Regions from separate parts of the Mus musculus genome. Here region 1 is linked to region 2. The links are chromatin contacts, called in public HiChIP or PLAC-seq maps. All regions are on one chromosome and are shown on one strand. Each heading gives the region's core, a stretch centred on a gene start, on an enhancer-like site or on the middle of the called end of the contact. The rest is flanking DNA. Distances are from core to core; before and after follow the strand shown.

The links. HiChIP or PLAC-seq counts read pairs in DNA pulled down with a chosen protein or histone mark.
Region 1: a contact with region 2 is called in an H3K4me3 HiChIP or PLAC-seq map of forebrain, with 5 times the contacts expected there. The contact joins the promoter of Zfp697 here to the enhancer-like site in region 2. A contact is called at or near these places in 8 of 39 promoter capture datasets (3T3-L1-derived adipocytes, the C10 cell line, embryonic stem cells and 4 more), 1 of 15 datasets of contacts at CTCF or cohesin (the NIH/3T3 cell line), 3 of 115 datasets of contacts at active chromatin or transcription factors (bone marrow-derived dendritic cells, forebrain and pancreatic cancer cells) and 1 of 9 other capture datasets (embryonic stem cells).

The regions. Positions count from the first base shown.
Region 1 is chr3:98,381,172-98,383,871 of GRCm38.p6, forward strand. It overlaps Zfp697 (zinc finger protein 697), which reads left to right and starts at 1,310. Exons shown (of 3, transcript NM_172863.4): 1 at 1,310-1,407. It also overlaps a transcript of Gm52610 not described here.
Region 2 is chr3:97,937,921-97,940,620 of GRCm38.p6, forward strand. All of the region lies in intron 1 of Gm5544 (predicted gene 5544), which reads left to right. Among named protein-coding and RNA genes, the nearest start is that of Gm5544, 9.1 kb to the left of the region's middle. Within about 2 kb of position 1,416, at least 85 of the 459 cell types and tissues checked have an H3K27ac peak or open chromatin away from gene starts, as enhancers often do. A contact at or near this core is called in forebrain and neural stem cells, where this site is marked.

The DNA of each region.
Region 1 (2,700 bases), core at 60-2,559, 440 kb after region 2:
CATCCTTTCCTTGATTGACTTACTATACCCTTCCTGCCATCCTTTGGTAAAATGACTCAGCTCAGCTTTTAGTCATTTAGTTTTTGTGTGTTTGCTTTTTGCTTTCAAGACAAAATTTTCCTGTTTAGCCCTGGCTGTCCTAGACCTCCCTCTGCAGACCAGGCTGGCCTATAACTCACAGAGATCTATCTGCTTCTGCCTCCTGGGTGCTGGGATTAAAGGTGTGCTCCACCATCCGGCTTGTCATTTAGGCTCTCACATATGTAATTCATGAAGTTTATTTTTTATCTCTCAATTACTTCTCTTAAAAAGAAGCCTGGGCAGAGGCCAACAGTGGAGAAAAGGGATGTCACCAGGCCAGGATCTAGGAATGATCAGCTCTGCATGGTTTTTAGGGCAAAAGTGCTAAGATCTTTAAGGAGCCTGGATACCAGAAGAGCAGCCAAATGTTTTTCTTAAACAGGCCACAGCCAGAGTCCTGACTGCATAGAGTTGTGGTTCTCAACCTTCCTAATGCTGCGACCCTTCATGTTGTGGTGACTCCTAACCATTATTTTCATTGCTACTTTATAATTTTGTTACTGTTTATCAACTGTAATGTTGATAAATATCTGTGTTTTCTGATGGTCTTAGGCCACTTCTGCGAGAAGACCATTTGATCCACAAGGGGTCGTGACAGACAGGTTGAGAAACACTGAGCTAGAGAACCTGGGAGGTGAAAAAGTTGGTAGATGGACAGAGCACTGGCCACGCATGCAGGGGGCTTTAAGGTAGATTAGCGCACAACAGAAACAAAGCAAAACAACAAACTCGGGTTGGTATACACCTGAAGAGTAGGAAGAAGAATCGCGGTGAGTTGTCTAGGTGAGTCCCAGGCTAGGCTGAGTGTCAGAGTATGCTCGCCTCCCCCAGCCTCACCTTATGGAAGACCATCTATTAGAAGAAGAAGCGGGGGTGGGGTGGGGTGGGGTGGGGTGGGGGAAGCCGACGTAAAGAGAGCATATCACAAAGTTCACTTCTAAAGAAAAGGCCGCTCGCACTGCGCGCCCAGGGCAGCAAGCGTGTGAGGGCAGCATGCGTCTGCAGGATCGCGACTCTACCAAGCGGCGGCGGGTCGGCCATCGGCTCCGAGCTACTACAGCCCGACAGGGTCCTCTCCTCCAGTCCTGGGGTCTGAGTAGAGCCCCCGTTGTTGCTGCGGTGGCAGGAAGTCTCGGTGAACTACAAATCGAGGCATGCTGGGAACATTCCCTGCTCCTCCCAGGAAATGTCCTTTGTCCAGCCCCACAGGAAGCCCCAGCGAGGAGGTAGTGGGCAGCCAGCCCGAGTGCCAGCCCGCGGTTGCATAGCCTCAGCACCGGGCGCCAGGCTTGGGCAGTGCGCTCAGAGCTGCCCGGCGCATCACAGGTAGGAGCGCTGCTGCGGCTGGGCGCGCCGGCTTCGCGGATAGGGAGCTGGGAACCTGAGCTGATCATCTAGGGGCTGGGATGTGTGCTGTGGCTGAGCTGCCGCGCGAAGCTGTCCTTCGCACACTGGACTGTGGTCCGCCACCCCGTGGGCTCAGGAACCAAGGACAGAAGGGGACCCTTCGTGTCCTATAGCTGGGTTGAGCTCCCTTTGGTCTCTGTGGCGAGGGGAGGGGAGGAGGAGGCTGAGACTGCGCTGCCAGAGCAAGTCGGACCGTCCCACAGACCACCGAAGGGGGCATCAGAGACCCTGGGAGACCAAGCCCAGGGAGGAGCTTGCAAGACAAGCAGAAGGTGAAAGGCTTTGTGTGCATCGGTGCATCAGCTTAGATCGTGCTCCCTTTGCCTACTAAGTCAGTGCCCCCAGCCCCACTGTGAGGAAGGGGATGAAGGCGGGGACTTTGCGAAGGTCAGCAGGTTCATTTTGGCCCTTGTGAAACGTGTCTGTTACCTGCTCCTCCCATCTGTCTGACCGATTCGGATTGCCACCTGGGGGCTGCGATCGGACTGGGAGAAAGGTACAATGAGGACCTGCGAAAGGAAGGCTGAGCTAGCCAGCCGCGCGTGGCTCAGGAGGGGTCGTTGTCTGGTTTTGCTAGAATCCCCAACCACAAATATCCACGTTGGCTGATCATGGGCAGGTGGTGGACAGAGCTGGAGCCTGCGGCCAGAGAGCTTATTGAGGCTCAGGTGGCCTGGGGTGAGGCATATGTTAGCATGAGGGATGGTGAAGAGGAACAGTGAGACAGAGACCCTGGATGTACCTTACAGCCAGAGCACACAATAGCAGGTCTCTAGAACGGGACTTTAAGACTTCCTCTGGGACTTCCTCTGATTTAACCTTTATTTTCTTAACCACGCCCCCATCCCCCCCCCGCAGTGAATCAGCCACCCCCCACATGAGTATGAGGCATAATTTAATTTAGTGCTGTAATCCTGCCTGTTGAGTCAGGCTCCGTTGGCTGTCAGCATTCCCATATAGTGGGTCTCTTCCCAAGAGACCGTTGTGGTAAATGTGGCAATAGCTAGCGAGTTGGTGGTCTTTGTGAGCTGCTATGGACAAATGGGCAAGTTTAAACACAACCGGAGTGTGACTCCCATAAGGGAATTAATTCACCTGCCTCTGATGCCTTTCTGATCTTCTATGTGTATACAAGTGTGCATCCCTTCTCTTAAGGAAACATATGGTGATTACTTAATGTATAATGTACTTTAAAACCAAAGGAATTCCTCT
Region 2 (2,700 bases), core at 166-2,665:
ATTCGCCTGTTCTGACATTGTATGTAAATGGTGCCACACTGTATGACATCTTTAATTTCTGACTTCTTTTATTTACAGGAATTCTTTGGAGATTCAGTCACACTGTAGCATCTGTCTGAACTCGATTCCTTTTTTGTTACTAAATAACATTATACCGGACAGATGTGTCACACCTTATCTGTTCATCAGCTGGTGGACAGCTAGGTTGTTTCCACTCTGTGCAGACTCTGTATAGACATGTTTGCACCTCTCTGGGGCACACACCTAGGAGTGGAATTGCTAGATCGTGGTAACTCCATCCTCGGGGTTCCGAGGGACTGTCAAGCCGTTTCAAAGGGGATGCTTCCATTGTATTTTCCCACCAGCAGCAATAAGGTCTATAATTTCTTTCTCCTCAGCAGTAATTGTTTCTCTGCGTGTTTTATTGTAGTCATGGTGGCGAGCAGAGCTCTCTGACCAGGCAGGGATTTGCTTTCTGTGACCTAATGACTTATCAGCCATTTCTATAATTACTTTGGAATAAAATTATAATCTTTTGCCCATTTTTATTTGCCTCTTTATTTTGTGATGCTGGGGGTTAGACCCAAGGCCTGGTGCACTGTAGTTAATCATTCTACCGCTGAGCTACATCCCTCACTCAGTGTCCTTTCACATTTTTGATTATTTGGCTTCTTATTATTGGGTTTTGTTTTGTTTTGTTTTTTGAGACAGGGTTTCTCTGTATAGTCCTGGCTGTCCTGGAATTCACTCTGTAGACCAGGCTGGCCTCGAACTCAGAAATCTGCCTGCCTCTGCCTCCCAAGTGCTGGGATCAAAGGTGTGCGCCACCACTGCCCAGCTTGGCTTCTTATTATTGGATTGTGAATATTTCAAGTACAAACCCCATATCTGGAATGGAATTCACCAGGTTAGTCTCTAGTCTCAAAGTCACTGGGGCCTATTTCCTGAGTACTGGGATCAAAGGTATGTGCCACCTCCAGACTCCTCCTTTCTCCTTCTTGTGTCCTTCAAAGCACAGATGTGTGCAATTTTAATGAAGTTCAAGATGTCACCTGTTATTTTGTCTTTTTTATCAGCTCGTGTCTTTCTGTTATAGTGAAGATCATCACGTGACTCAAGGCTGCTTAATATTCTAAGTTGTCTAGTTCTAGCTCAGATATTCAGGTCTACAATCCACTGGGAGCTTATTATTGTGCACGATATTAAGCATTTGTCCAAATCGATTCTTTTGTACATGGATATCCAGTCTTTCCAGTGGCTTTTCATTTGTTTAAGAGACCATCCCCCACCCTGTTGAATTCTTTTGGTGCCTTTGTCAAAATTCAATTGAGCATAACTGTTAGGGCTTGTGTTTCTGTCCCGCTGATCTGAGTGTGTTTACGCTGAATAGGTCTTGACTGCTGTAGCCTGGCAGTAAGGTTTCAGATTGGGAAGCCCGAGTCAACCAGCTTAACACTGCTGCTAACACTGCTGCTAACACTGCTGCTAATACTGCTACTAACACTGCTGCTGACACTGCTGCTAACACTGCTGCTAACACTGCTGCTAACAGAGTCTCCTGCACTTCCCCCATGAATCTTAGCATTAGCACCAGTCACAGGGAGACTCTAGAATTCACCAGAAAACTGATTCTAATAAGGAAAGTGCCCACCTCATACCTAGCGTAAAATTAGAAAAGGAAAATTGAGCAGGTAGGCTTTGGAGTTGAAGGAACGACAGGCCCTTTCAAAGAGCTCCCACTGATAGAGGCTGGGAATAAAAGAGCCAGAAAGTTTAGCAAGCCTCCCGCCCCCCAGAGAGGAATGTTTGTTCAGAGAGGGCAGTTTGAGCTAGCACCAGGGGATATTGTGAAAGATAATGGAAATGGCAAAGTCCATTGATCTCCCCAGAAGGCGAGAAAGTCTGAGTAAGCAGGGCCCTCCCTCAGGCTGCTGATTGTCTCAGAGGATTCTCTTCCACCCGGGGAAGCAGCTGCTGCCTGCTTTCTGCAGCTGAAAGACAAGAAACAAGTAATAAAGAAGAAATATCCTCTGCCTTTTCCTGCCTTCCTCTGTGAACACTGTAACCTCTGTCCTGCTTTGTTAAGTTTTCCCCTTTATATGTTCCCCCAAAAAGAAAGGAGAGAGAGAAAAGAAAGCCAGAGAGAGTCAGAGAAGAGAGGGAGGAAGTTAGAGATGCCGGGGGTAGGAGAGGATTCTGAATCTCGACAAATTAAGAGACCTGGTAGGTGAGGTTTGCACAGTAGGCAACGGCACTTCGCAGTGTGTCTGATGGCTTGGGTTCAATCACCAGCACCCGACAAAGGCAAAAGGAGAGAAGCAGGTTTACTGTCGTCCTCTGACCACCACAGGATCCCTGTGGCATGAGCCAATGACCCCAGCCACAATCAATCAGTCAGCCTCTCTCTGTCTCTGTCTCTCTGTCTCTTACACACACACACACACACACACACACACACACACACACAAAGGACCCCTGACCCTACTGTGTAATATAACAAAATGTCATTAATATTATACAAACAACATCCTGTGACTGTGTAATCTAACTTCTGGAAATTTGCCCCAGAGAAATAAGATATGCAAAAGCAGGGAGTGGGGATATTAATGACAGCATTGTCTATAATCATCTGCAAGGCTGGAAATATCCAAGTCTCCAAAACAGGAGCACGTTTCATGATGCCATGGCATGTAAGAACTG